Regions from separate parts of the Mus musculus genome. Here regions 1 and 3 are each linked to region 2. The links are chromatin contacts, called in public HiChIP or PLAC-seq and promoter capture Hi-C maps. All regions are on one chromosome and are shown on one strand. Each heading gives the region's core, a stretch centred on a gene start, on an enhancer-like site or on the middle of the called end of the contact. The rest is flanking DNA. Distances are from core to core; before and after follow the strand shown. Region 1 holds the start of Olfml1 (olfactomedin-like 1). Region 2 holds the start of Syt9 (synaptotagmin IX). Region 3 has its middle 27 kb from the start of Rbmxl2.

What was found. Promoter capture Hi-C pulls out the DNA fragments that hold promoters and counts their contacts. HiChIP or PLAC-seq counts read pairs in DNA pulled down with a chosen protein or histone mark.
Region 1: a promoter capture Hi-C map of liver shows a contact between it and region 2, with 3 times the contacts expected there. The contact joins the promoter of Olfml1 here to the promoter of Syt9 in region 2. A contact is called at or near these places in 7 of 39 promoter capture datasets (cranial neural crest, embryonic stem cells, hippocampal neurons and 3 more), 5 of 484 Hi-C or Micro-C datasets (embryonic stem cells and uterus), 5 of 115 datasets of contacts at active chromatin or transcription factors (embryonic stem cells and stem cell-derived neural progenitor cells) and 1 of 9 other capture datasets (adipose tissue).
Region 3: an H3K27ac HiChIP or PLAC-seq map of embryonic stem cells shows a contact between it and region 2, with 8 read pairs. The contact joins the enhancer-like site here to the promoter of Syt9 in region 2. A contact is called at or near these places in 3 of 39 promoter capture datasets (hippocampal neurons and liver), 6 of 484 Hi-C or Micro-C datasets (cerebellar granule neurons, cerebellum, cortical neurons and 2 more), 7 of 115 datasets of contacts at active chromatin or transcription factors (embryonic stem cells, forebrain and stem cell-derived neural progenitor cells) and 1 of 9 other capture datasets (pancreatic islet).

What each region holds. Positions count from the first base shown.
Region 1 is chr7:107,564,755-107,569,532 of GRCm38.p6, reverse strand. Olfml1 (olfactomedin-like 1) reads right to left here and starts at 2,100. Exons shown (of 3, transcript NM_172907.3): 1 at 1,639-2,100. The coding sequence starts at 1,767.
Region 2 is chr7:107,368,924-107,373,359 of GRCm38.p6, reverse strand. Syt9 (synaptotagmin IX) reads right to left here and starts at 2,570. Exons shown (of 7, transcript NM_021889.4): 1 at 2,213-2,570. The coding sequence starts at 2,357.
Region 3 is chr7:107,233,780-107,238,610 of GRCm38.p6, reverse strand. No RefSeq gene overlaps it. Among named protein-coding and RNA genes, the nearest start is that of Rbmxl2, 27 kb to the right of the region's middle. Within about 2 kb of position 1,435, at least 15 of the 459 cell types and tissues checked have an H3K27ac peak or open chromatin away from gene starts, as enhancers often do. A contact at or near this core is called in embryonic stem cells, where this site is marked.

The DNA of each region.
Region 1 (4,778 bases), core at 851-3,350, 200 kb before region 2:
GAGATAGAGACAGGAAAAGTAGTTGAGAAGACAGAGACAGAGACAGAGAGATGGAGAGACAATGGATATTAATAATTCACAAGTCTCTATTTCCCCTTTCTTGCTCCCCCACATTCGCCTTGCAGACAGGCCCTGTATCCGTGTGTTGTCAAGCCTCTGCACTGGCCAGAAATGCTGCTGCCTGGGATTTGTCTCTTCACCACCAGCCAGAACCTAATGGTCAAAGAAGGACCTATCTTTATCTTCTACAGATCAAACATATCTACACAGCTACAGAGCTACAGGGGGCAGAAATGCTGCAAGGCAGTTTGTCTGCAGACACCCTCTGGCAGGACCACGGGGTAATGCACACGAGTTTAGCTGCTGCCAAAGCCCGAGCACAGTTTTGGCATTTTAGGCAGGTGAGGTTGGCAGCATGTCCAGGAAGGGAGCAAGAAGTGCTGTATGAGGCCCAGGGCCTGGGAGTGCCTTATCTACAGATTCCAGGCCTCCACCTGCTGGATGGACAGTATGAAAAACCACCTTTGGATTGTTCGTTCCATGCCCTTATTTTACTGAAACTATAGATAGATGGCCCCATCATTTGGGCTTACAGATTTTTTTTCAGGAAAATATAGAAAATAAATATTTGAGATAAGACAGTCATAGACAGAAGATGCATAATATGCCAATTCAACTTGCATAAGAGCAAAGCATTGCAAAGTAGAAGATTAAATTTATTCCTAAAAACCTGACTGGCCTATAAAAATATTGAATTTTGTTCACTTGTTGTTTTGCTTTGGTATAGAGTCCCACTTAGTCTAAACTGGCTTCAAACTTCCTGTTTAGCCAAAGATGACTCTGAAGCCCCTGATCCTCCTGCCTCCACTCCCTGAGTACTGCTGTTACAGCTGATATCATAAAACATACCTGGTTTCTGCAGTGATGAGCCTTGAACCCCAGGCTCCTGCACGCTAGGCTAGTTCTTACCAATTGAGTCATGTTCCCGACCCTGGGTTTTTGACTGTTCTAACAAAGTTCTACCTCAAATGCTCTCACTCTGTTTAACATTGCTGGGAAATCTCATTTCCAAACCCAAGTCCAGTTAGGAATAAAAAGCAAAAATCTATGGTGAGCCTCCATATGTAACACCACATTGTCTTATATTCACTTAACAGTTTATCATAAAAAGGAAAAGAGAAAAGCTGGAATCACTTAGCATCCCTATATAGTAAAAGATGAAGAAAACATGACTAGAGTTCTAATTCATACATTGAAGACTGAACTATTTGGTTTTGAATGTTCAACAACCTGAGAATTTACTCAGTGAGTTAGGCTATGTTCTGAGTATGGATTAATGACCCAAATAAAACATCCCTAATTTGAAATCTCTTTATTAAATCTGCAGAGTATCATTTGAACCTAAATTCTATCACTATGTCCATTTTATAGGTTAGAAAAACTGCCAGGGGAAAGTACAAGCGGCCTGCAATGGAGGTGGCATCTGAGCTGCTAGGCTATGCACATCTGTAAATGTCATCTTAGCAGTGATTCATTCTGTATCAGGAAGACATGCACCCTAGTTGACAGCAAAGTGGGGGCACAGCAGAGTGACTTCCAAGAGGCATACTCCCTGTGAAGGGAAGACAGGTCACCTACCTCGAGGACTTGGAAGCGCTGGTAGATGTAGTGTACCATGGCTGGGTCCTGGGCATGTTGTGGTGGGGGCAGAAATGCTGCAAGGAAGAGAACCAGGGAAGCAGAAGCTTCTTGAAGGGCCACCACCATCCTGCACACTTCCCAGGAACTCTGGTTCTCTAAAACGACTCAGGGGTCCGGGTGGTGATCTCTGGTTTTCTGTCTGCTGCTGTGGCAATTCCTTGGAAAACAACGCTTTGCATAGCCAGAGAGAACAAAGTCCGCTTGTTATTCTACCCGGTGCATGATCTCAGTTTCAAGCTGGTGATCAAGTCCAGCTGTTGGCAAGCCAGTCTCTGCAGGCCTTACGTGTTCACTTGGTTGCAGAGAGCTCCGGGGGTCCAGTGTCTGCTGCCCTCAGCTTGGCCATGCACAGACCCTCTCCAGGCTAATGGCTACTTACAGCTTCCAGGTTCAGAGTGTACGGGTTGGGGAAGGGGAGGGGAGGTCTTTTCTCCTCTCCCCTCCCCCAACTCTTTTACTTTTGGTTCCCTCCTCCTTAATAGACTGTGCAGTCCAATCGCAGGCCTAGCTCAACACAGGCCACCCCCCAAGGTCTCAGTGTTGGAATTTCAGTTCAGTTTCTGGCAGAAATTCCTAGGATCTTTTTCCAAGAAGTTCTGTTAGGAGACCCCACCTCTGTTTCTTGCATTCTCGTAGCTCTTAAAGGCATAGCAAGGAAATGTGAATGCTGATCTATGCCATCTCAGAAAAGTGTACAGGGCAGCATTGCTCTGTGGGCAGAGGGGTACAGTGGGCACAGGCCTGGCTACCCAGACCAACAGCTGAGAATTGTCAGGATTGAACTTAGAAGAAAAAAATTTTTTTCCTTTTTCTTTAGATTTATTTTTTAATTCATGTACACATGTATGCATGAAAATATGGGGCCCACAGTGGCCAGAACGTGGCCTCAGAGATTCCTGGGTCCAGAGTTACAATCTCTCTGATATGATTCCTGGGAACTGAACTCCAGTCCTCTGCAAGAGCAGCAGGTGCTTCTAACCACTGAGCCATCTCTCCTGGCCCAGAAGAAAATTTTTAGGATGAGAATGAATGATTGACACAGTGGTTTTTGGGACACTGAGTCATCAGGAAATGTAATCCCACTGTGAGAAAGTCCTCGAGTTTCCCATCATCAGTGTCAGAATTCCCATTAGCAGCAGCCTGGAAACCAGACCCTCAGGCCAGCTAAAGAGAAATCCCGTTGCTGGAGCAAAGCCATAAAACCTTCCATGTTTATGTTTCCTGTGCTAGTGCCTCCCCACCTTTACCTCTTTTTCCATAGGCAGGCCCAGGACCCCACCTCCATCTTCTGTTCTGTTTTATTTTGCATTGTTAATGAATCACTTTTTAAAATAGGGGAAATTGGAGCATTTATGGAATATGGAAAGAGCCCTGGTCGGGAGGTAGAAGACCTGAGTTTGCATTTGATCCATACACAAGTAGCTGAAATCTAAAATCTGAACATTTCTTATTGGTAGCTCTTGAATATCCTAGTTCTTAATAGATGTTCCTCTCTCCTCTTCTTTGATATGATTTTGGTCGCTAACTGGTTCTTCCCTATATCCTTGGTAATGTTCCAAGCACCATCTCCTTATTGTTAAGAACAATTGCTCTTGTTTCAGAGAACCATCTTTGAACTCCTTCCAAAACTGCCTGAACTTTAGCTAACTTCTCTTACATCCTTATTTAAAAACAAAACAAAACCAAAACCAAACTGCCTCGGACATCTGTGTCTTTCTTCCCACATATTAGTGCAGTCCTTAGTATCAGAGAAATCTCTCTCCCAAGAGATGGTGGTTAACACAGAAGCTCACAAGTGAGCAAACTACCAAGAAATCAATGACTGTAGCAAACTAAGCTACAAGTGGGACATGTATGTCACAGCCTTGCCCCAAGGCTCAAGTACCATCAGGAAAGAGGGAACAGGAAGATTATAAAAGCCAGATTTTGAAGAGGACTAGAGAAAAACAGCATCTTTTGGAGATGATAGGACTTCTGCACACATTAATTCACAGAAGGCATGGTTGCCTGCACAAGATCTGCACAAGATCAAGTCAGTCATCTTCCAGCATGGAATAGGAAGAGGTTTGTGAACTCCCACCCCTAACTGAGGAGCCATGGACAGCTGATGGCATCTTAGGTGAAGAGAGTCAGTTTTCTCTAAGGCTCTGGCTCCTTGTCAGTCCATCATGCTCCAGTGGATAGCCCTAGATCTAGAGCTATATGGACAGCACATATTGAAGTTGATGGGTTATTTAAAAAATTCTGAGGACTCAGATCAGCAGTAAATTAGCAAGCCCACTGCCTGGTTCCATCTCCAGCATCAATTAAAAAAAAAAATCTATCTGACTCAGTCTTCTTATCAAAGAGGGAATGCTCTCCCCAAAGTGTCTTTTCTTCCACAAATGCCTTAAATCCTACCCATGGGATTTTGAGTTAAGACGGAAAAGATTCAGAGGAGGAAGTCCTTGGTATATCACAATCAACACTGTGTATGACAGTGCATACCCCTCCTCTGGTCTTCCTATAATATATGTGCATTATTATTATTATTATTTTTTACCAAGCAAGCACGTGTACACAGTGAAGCCTAAAGACCCCCCTCCCCCGCCCCCAAGCAGTTAGTGAAGAGGTATCTCCTTGCTTAAACCTCAGCTGTTTCCAAGTTCTCAGGATCACTCTTGCCTTACTGTCACTCCTGCTTTTTGAAGGTGTGGACTCCAGCCTGACTGACCCACACTTGGAAGGGACTCCTGTCTCTGCCTGTTAGTGACTCAGGCCCCTGCCTCTCTCTGTAGTCATCAGGTTCCCAGGGAAAAGCTTAACTTCTGACTGGCCATAACTGTTCTATTCTAGAGATTTTAATTCCTTCAAATCCCAAACAGAGATATAAAATCCTATGCAAGCCCCTCTAAACATTAGAACAAGTGAGACAGAGGACAGATTCCTGGTGTGTGTGTGTGTGTGTGTGTGTGTGCGTGTGCGTGTGCGTGTGCGTGTGCGTGTGTGTGTGTGTGTGTGTGACAAGAGAGGTCATAAAGAAAAAGTAAGCTTACCCTGGAGACTGTCGCAACTTTGACTGACACATACCGGCTTGC
Region 2 (4,436 bases), core at 1,321-3,820:
TAGCTGTTCTGGGTCAAACTACCCAACAGCCGTTCACCTAGCATGCGCAGTGCAGCCTCTTCAGCCACTCATCTTTAGGGCTCAGAGATTAAGGGCACTCTTGGTTTGCACGAACAGCTTCAGAGGAAAGGACATGCACTCACGAGATGTATGTAAGAATTACTGTGAGCAAGGTGAGGAAGGGAGAGGGATGGGGAGGTCTGGACTGAGCAGATGTGCCCTGAAAGAGAGGGTGGTGTGTTAAATGCATCTTTGGCTATAAATTCCTCCCACTTTCTTAATTTCAGGGCCCTTCTCCTGTCTCAAGCTCAGGCTACTTCCTGACACAATGAAAAGAGCCAGAGGGGCAGGAGCTACCTCAAAGCCATGTGCCCTAGTTTAAGCAGAACACAGCTTTCAGGAAGTCAGGGAACAGCAAGACAGTCATTGAAAGCAATTTCCCAGTTCAGGAACCAGAGTTCCTCTTGTAAGGAGTATGCTTGGGACTCTTCCTTCAGGCCCACCCAGTGTGGAAACTGGGAGAGTCTAGGCACATGGGAAGCAGTCACTTCATTAAATGGAAGAGAGAGAGAACTGACCAGAAAGATGTGGCTTATTAAAGCCCAATTCAGAGACAGGCTGCATCCCCCTTCTCTTGTAAAGCCAAAGATGACAACTTGTCTGAGATAACAAGGAAAATCTGCTTCACAGGGGCAGGAACACAAAGAGAGGTGTCAGTACTAACATGAGCTTTGGGAAAAGTGTGTTAATAATGAGCTTGGTCCTGCTATGTAAGCACAGAACACCCCACACTCAGAGCATCTTTCTGGGATTCCTGGGGGGAGGTGAGGCACTTCCATTCATATCTGTGGTCTGTGGGGCACACGCTCATCCATCAAAGAGCCACTCAGAAGCTGGACAACCAAGCCTCCAGGGAAATCACTGCAATCTGTAGTTCTCCACTTAATTCTCCCCTTTGGAGTAAAAGATTGGAGATCATTTGAGAAATTTATTAATGTAACCATGAGCATGAAAAAAAAATAGATCCTCTGAGTACAGAAAAATGTGACAAACTTTTAACACCTGCCTTTGCCACACACACTGAGCATTGTCCTATTAAAGGTAGGTTGTTTAAATGGGCTCGTTCCTAGTTAAAAGTCAAGTCACTCTTTATCCTTTGTAAATGTATTTTTATAGAATGAACTGGCTTGAAATGAGAAATGCTCACATTTACTTGTTTGCACAGCAATTGCTTATTGCCAATGTCTGCACACAGGAACATCAAGGCAAAGGCCATTCTTTCATCCCTCTTTTAACAGTCTAACCATGATTTGCCTTTTAACATTTAAAACACTTAGACTGGAAAAATATTCGAGATTATGAGTCCTCCAGCCTAGAAGATGCTCAGGAAATATCCAAAAGGAATGAATGCATCTTTCCAGTGCCCAATGATGAGTAAGAAAACAGTAGGACTTGCAAACTGCTCAAATAAAACACCTTCCTCTGACCTTAATTGGTCAGATGCCAAAGTAAGCGAACTTTACAAAGTTAGGAGCCTCACAACTTTCACTAGGACAACTGCCAGCTGCAGCAAGCCCACCACTCTAGTGTGCCAAGCTATCACTGCGAGACAAACTGGGAGCCAAGGCCTCATTGCCTAAGCACCTTGAGACATGAAAGGAGAGGGTTCAGGCCCAGCCGCTCTAGTCGTGTGACTCTGGGGCCCGGCCCCAGACAAGATCTTGTCTGGTCCTTTCCACAGTAGAGCCTGGGGGGAAACTGGGCACTCAGGTTGAGCAGCTTCGGGTGGAAATCAGCCCGGCTGTGCCAAACTCCCAACTTCACAGAGTTTCCTTGGCTCTCAGATCCCACTCCCAGCTCCGAGGCCTCCGTGGCCTCGCCTGGCTCCCGGGCGCTCGCGAGTGAAGTGGCGGGCGCAGCCCCGAGCTCAGGAGCCGCCCCCAGGAGCCCAGCGCAGGTGGCGGGCGTGGTTCCTCCAAGCCTGCCCCAGCCCACCCTGGCTCGGCCTCCGCGCGGCAGCCTCCGCCCGAGTTCGCCGGGTTCCAGCATCAGGCCGTGGTGCGCTGGTTGTGGAGACCTACTTGGGCTCAATGGTCACCCATTGCCCTCCTCCAGTCTGCGTCGCTCTCCTGCCTCAGGCCCTGGCTAGGTCCCCAAGTCCCCATTTCAGGGCCCTCGAGTCGCGCCCGCCAGCGGCGGCGGCCGCGCTTACCTGGGTCGCGGAGCCGGGGTCTGGCACGGTCCCGCAGGTGGTAGATGAAATCTTGGCAGCTGTCGTGCTCCAGGGCCCCTCGGGCACAGAGCTCGGCCAGCAGCTGCAGCGCCTGGTGACAGAGCGCGTCCCTGGCCCCGGGCATCGCCCCCCCGCATCCTCGGACCGCGCCGGGCAGGCGGGCGCGGGAGAAAGCCCTCCGCCTGCCAGCTCAGAGCTGCCGCCGCCGCCGCCGCCACCGGCCGGTCCGCGCTCCCCACCCGAGCCGCAGCGCCAGCCGGGTCGGCCTCCCACCGGTTGCATGCAGCTCTCGGAGAGCCGCTCGCTCGGGCTTTCTCCGTCTCCCGCGCGGCCCCTCGTCCCTCCCTCGGCGCGGAGGGGAGGCGGCGCCGCACAGCCCAGCGCGCCTCTCCGCGCTCCGCCCGCTACTCGCGGCCGCCGGGGGCGGGGCCGGGTCAGGGGTGCGCGCCGCGGGCGGGGGTTTGCCGCGGCCGCCGCAGAGCAGGCGCGCCAGGTAGGGACCCGGGACGGGGGCGCTCGCCCACTGCAGGAGAAGCGCCTGATTCCGCTCCGGACCCTGCGCTGTGAGCGGCCGCGCCCAGGATCAGGAAGTACGAGCTGGTGCGCGTGCTAGACGCTCTTGGCACCCCATTTCTCCGCCCAGATGCAAACCTAGCATCCCTCAGGGCTCTGGAGCCACGCGTGGGTCCAAAGCACGTTCTCGGTTGTATGGAGCGAAGGCTGGAGGGTAGACTACACCTGCCGAGATCTCAGTACCTTCTTTAAACTTGGAAAGCGCGGTCTGAGCAGAAACCGCGGGCCCAGGGGTGTCACGCGCCCAAATGCGGGGTTTAGAGCCAAGATTTTCCAACAAAGAATGGATGCACAGCGTGATGGTGATTTGGAGAAGGTGGAGGCTCAGATAAGAAATGAGGACAGATGTATGGCCCTCCGGAAAGACGCTGAGGCTCACCTGGAGCTTTGCAGGTCCTGATTGGTTTTCTAAGAAGCTGATTGGAAATGCGAAGGTTGCCAGCATTTCCCTGGCACAGGAGACAGAGGATCCAGAATTTGTGGATGTTTGGAAAGACCTCAGTCACCTCTCATCTACCCATCTCTTCATTTTTTTAGGCACTCAGCCCAGAAATAACCACAAATTATTTAGCTTGTTTGTGTGCCCAAGGCACTGTGCCACAGCCTTTTGTATAGTTTCATTTAATTCTCTAGATAGAGAGCCTTAAACGTGTGTGTGTGTGTGTGTGTGTGTGTGTGTGTGTGTGTGTGTGTGTGATCTCCACGCTGCCACTAAAACAACAGACTCAAGAGAGGTGGTACTTGCCTAAGTTCATAAGAGACTTCTCCCCCACCCTCTCTCTCCCTGCCTCTCATCCACCCGCTCCTCTTTTTCTTTCTCCCTGATTCTCTTACATATTTATGTAATCCTAATGTCAAACTTCATTCTAGAACAATTAGCTAGGACTCTTACCCATAAGGATGTGCTGTCTAAGAATCATATTGCAAATAAGGAATATTTGCTCAACAGACAAAACTTGAAGTTGTGTGGTGAGCAGTGCTGGGTTTGGTGGAGTTTATATTAGAGTAATAGAGAATGGGCAGCTGTAGTTATAAAGGTAAATCCAGATAGCTGTGGAAAGGCACGTAGAGTCTATTTTGGGTTTCTATTTTTAGTTTGTTTGGTTTTTTTTTTTTTTCCCCACTTCCTAAACTTTTTCCTTTAAAACTAAGGCCCAGGGCTGGGGTGCAGATTAATTGGAAGAGTTGCTTATCTACCATACTCAAGGCTCTGGATTTCATCTAGAAACAAACAAACCCAGTATAGTGGCATAAGCCTGCAATCCGAGTGCTCTGAGGTTCAAGGTCATCCTTGGCTACATTCTGAAGTAGTCTGGGCAACACATGCCTCAAACAAACAAACAAAAACACCTAAGACAAACACAGCACACTGTGAAGGAGGGAACCAGCTGAGAACGAGCCAGTCCAGGAGACTGAGCAGGTGCTCTTCCAAAGGGGGGGAGGGTGGAGGGGGGACCACCAATGGCCATGACGCAGAGAAGGATGGTGTATGAAGAGGGGAAGTGCTTGTTCAAACCAATAGCAGTGTAACTCTTATGAGATGATGTCAGAAAGCTGAAAGCTGTGAATTCCGTTAGTAATAACTGGAAGAGATTAAAATCTGGTGATAGCCTAGACCAGACAGAAGCAA
Region 3 (4,831 bases), core at 186-2,685, 130 kb after region 2:
TGGTTCATGCTCAGGTAGCTTTCTTAAGCAGCTTAGGCCCATGAGTCTATGTATGAATGGTGCTACCCACAACAGGCTGTGTCCTCCCATATCATTGACTAATCATGATAATCTTTCATAGACATGACCATAGGATAATTTGATCAGGGTAATTCCTTAATGGACATTGTTTCTTCACAAGTATTTCTAATTTATTTCAATGAAGTTGATAATACAAACTAGCCTGTAAGAGCAGAATAAAGAGATGAATCTATGATCCAAACCCCCAAATCTCACAGCTATTGTCCACCAGATAGTTAATATGGGCTGTGTCTCCAGGTTTGGAACCTTCTTGTTTAAATCTAAACCTATCCTCAATTTCTGGCCTGGGTTCTGGGATTCTTCAAGCTTCCAAAGGGATTGTCTTATATTTGTCTCCTATGTATCCTCAGTGTCTGTATGCTGTTAGGAACAGGTCAGTACTTAATAAATAAGTGCTGAGTGACTGAACTTTAAATATAAGTATGTTTGCAATGTCTGGAGTTGCATACTCTAACAACGGTGGAATTTAAGTCCATGGCTGGGGCTCTGTGACGGCTACCCTCACAGTATACTTTTGCTCTCTTTTTAGGCTCTTTGCAACATACTGCAGTCTAGGATTTAGCTGGGAAGAGAAGACTGTGCTGAATGAGGATGACAAGGTCTCCTCTGTGCTCTAGAGAGCCGCAGAGCATGGCTCAAGCTCTCACCCTTTCTGGCCTATCACCGGGAATAAAGCATCCCACCCTTTTTACCTACAGCATGTTACAATTACTTGAATGTAACTTTTATGGATAAACCGTTTACTTTTGTTTTTTCTGTTTCTGTCTCGTAAGTCCCTCCTTAAGGGCAGACTGGTTTCAACTTCTTTCATCATTAAGTTGTTCTTTAATATCTGAGCTGATCAGATAGCTCCCTCTACAGTCATCCTGGCATCTTTCTTTCTTTTTTTTCTTCCTTTCCTTTCTCCTGTAGTAGTATATTTTGTGAACAATAATTTCTAATACTTTTAAAGTCAACTTTCCAATTAGCAGAAGTGTTATCATCCTGTTTTTTTGTCTTTCCATAATCTACCACATTATAAGAACTTATGACATGATATTTGCAAATCTAATATAGTCTTTTCAACTTTTTCTAAACGTTCATATCACTAAAAATTTCCCTTATTGGTAAAAATTGGTTTCTGTATTAATCAGATTTATGGAAAGGAGCAACTAACAGAATATATGTACATATACATGATATGGAAATTTGCGTATATTATGAACAGACTCATACACATAAATTAAAGCACAACATACACATATGGGGGGAGGGAGAGAGAGAGAGAAAGAGAGACACTTGTAGACACCTCTCCTTACAAGGTTAGCCAGTTACAAGGTCTGCAGGGGCAGAAGTTCTCTCCGAGCAGAGTTCTTTTGTTCTATCCAGGAATTCAAATTGAGGGGCAGAGACCCATCCACAAAAGGAGACCATACTTTACTCTGCCTACCAATTCAAATGCTAATTTACCCAAAACACCCTCACAAACAAACCCAGAAAAATGTCTGACCCGGTGGTATCTGAACACCAGGAATGCAGATTGGAAGCAGCTGCTGAACGGAGTAAGTACAATGTCAGAAAATCTGTAGAGACAGAATTCTCAAGGTTATAGGTGACTACATTTAAGTTCAAGGACAAGGCCACTGGGTTCTGAAAACAGAATTGTCAGGAACAAGGCCTGACCTTGCTAGTTGAATGTAGATGACAAAGCCAGACATCTGGTTTGGGACCCACTCTAGAACCAAAATATCTTGTAAAACCGATTTCCTCTTCACTATGGTTTCCTTACATAAAAAATGGAAGAGTAGTACTACTTATTTCATAGGTCTGTTGAAAAGCTCAAGTTAATACATGTAAGTTATAATAACATATATGTATATAATAATGTTATATATAACATGCATACCATATATAAAACATATATAAGTATGTATTGCTACTATAACATATATTATATATTTGTTAATATATCAATCTTAGCAAAAAGTAAGCTTTACAATGTACTTGCCATTTTCTAAATTATCTAAATAGAAAACAACGCAGAAGACTATAATTATAGAAATAATTCCTTCCAAGATCACTATATCATAGTAAACCTGACTTCCCTTACAAAATCACTGTATCATAAATCTTTGACTTGAGAAAAACAAAGTCTGATTCTTAGAATAAAAGAGCTCTCTGCCTAGAGTTGGGGAAATGCCTCTGTGGTTAAGAGTACTTGCATGCAGTACTCCCAAGGAGGGCAGAATAGTGTTGGATCCCTTGGAACTCAAATTACAGATGGTTGTGGGCTTCCATATGGGAGCTAGGAATCAAACCTGGGTTCTCTGCAAGAACAACACATGTTCATAACCACTGAGCAATCTCTGAGGTCAAACATTTATTTTGATATAGTGAAGAACACTTTGGGCCAAGGTAGGAGAGATTTAAATGCTCACTATACTGACTTCTTTCCCAAGCCCTGGTAACTGACTACTCCCTCTAGTACACTTCAATAGAGCTATACAAGAGAAGGCTAGGACTAGATCATTCCTAGTTGAGTTCCACTGTGTGATCCACAAAAGGAGGGATCAGTCCTGGGAACTAGGATTTCATAAATATCTGATTGCTTGGAGAATGAAGAAAACTTAAAAGAATGAAATGACATTGAAAGGACGATGACCCCACTGGCATGGGTAGAGTGAATGGAAGCCAGCACCCCAAGAAATCTCCTAAGAAAGACCACGCAATGGCTACAGTCTATATTAACTATTTTTAAATGTTATGTACAATACAAAAAACTATACTGAAGACGCAGTTCAAGATGGCAGATTGAATACATTCTTGCCTTCTTTAATCTCTAAACTCCAAACCATAGATGAATAAACCAGCAATGAGAACAGAAGGCAGAAAGAGTGAGAACGGCCCACCCAGCCCCACAAAAGTGTTTAACATGCTTCTGCAAACTCACCCAAGTGGATGTGTGCTGACACACTATGCTGAAGCAGTCCGTCTGTAGACAATTTTAAGGAAATCCTTGACTAATAAGCCTTAAGTTGGATAAAGTCTATACCCAGGAGAGAAGTGAAGGTTAAAACAAACACTGAAGAACAACTGAAGATTTGTGTAGAGAACTGTCTCTCAACCCTCCTTACCATAGGAAGTGGTTTGTTATCTCAGTACTTACCACCAGGAAAAGAAGTATCTGAAGAAATTAAGTGAACTGGCAAGGGAGAAAACTACTCTAATGATACCATTAGGCTCCACTTTACCCCCAATTTGTAGTTTCTAAAGTTCCTTCCCATCAGCAAGCTGGCCTATGTGTTCTTTCCTAATTCCCCCAATCTGTCCCTGGTTTTTAGCTAGTGTTTCAGTTGTCTATTGCTACATAACATGTTTTACCCAAACTTACAAGACACTTCAGAAATACATATGAGGAGCTCCTAAGCTAATTATGGGAAGTGTACAGTTGTCTCTTAAAACTGATGCTATAGAAGACAAGTTCTGTCAGTTGAGTCCCTGGAAGAAAGATGCAGTGTGCCATTCAGTAGCTCCTCCCATGCCCTGTGTCTGGTCCATTATAGTAACTATGTTCACTGCATTACCTAGCTAAGCCATGCCATTATGGATGGCCTAGACCATTCCAATGGGGTATTCCCAGAGTCTAGTAAACAGATATTTCCCCAGAATCCACATTGTCCCATATGTAATTTTTTCAGAATTTTCAACAAGCTGTTTTTGAAGACACACAATTTTAATCATTTGCATGGTTTAGATGTGGTCTAAATGTGTAATGATGGGTAGAACATGTGGTTCTATGCAATTACATTTTGTTCTTTACTAACTCCTCCTCTGCCTATGTAAGGATTATGGCAGTGCATTGGCTAGGAGCTTGGTTCCAGTATTATAAGGTTGAGGTGGTGGGGTTTTTCTAAGAGATGGGACTTGGTACAAGGGACTAATGTTGATCTCACAGATTAATTTTCCAAGAAATAGATTATTTGAAAGAGGTCACCTAATATGCTTGTCTCTTCTGCATGTGGCTGGAATTGCTTCTCTCTCATGTCTGATGCAGCAAAGGGTGCACTAGTGGGGAACCAATAAGATGGGGCTTGGTTTTGGAATTCTTCAGCTTCCAAAACTGAGCTCAATGGGTCTCTTTTGATTATGAAACACGTAGCATTAGTTGTTCCGTCAGGGCAACAGCGAACAGACATCATGACACTGTACCATTTAAAGTATTTCAGTGGTTACCTTTGCTCTTTTATCATAAGTTCTCATATCTAGCAAACTAACAAAGCTCATTTCTCCCACCATCTAACACCTCTTTATTATTATTTTTTATTTCTTATGCCTGATGCTATAGAAAAGATACAGTACTCTTGTCAGCTCTGACTCCCCCAGCAGAAAGAAGGGAAAGGACCAACTTTTATTTGATCTATGATATTAAATAATGTTTCTAATTTTAGTATAGGGAGAATAACAAGATTTTCTTCTTGCACATGAGGAAAGAGAGACAGAGAGACAGAGAGAGAGACAGAGAGAGAGAGATTGAGTTTAAAGCTATTTTTAATGGTTTCTATACAGAAAGAGAGAATAAGCCCTGAGCTAGACTAAACTAACCTATATCAGATATAACTAACTCATGTCAGTAAAAACGTGATCACCTTTAAAAGATTAAGTAAAAGCAATCTAGAAAACATGAAGTCACACATTTATAGTCTTTAAGAAAAAATATTTCCAGTCAAAACAAAGGATGCCTTGAATCAGTGCAATAACCACTAAGCCAGAA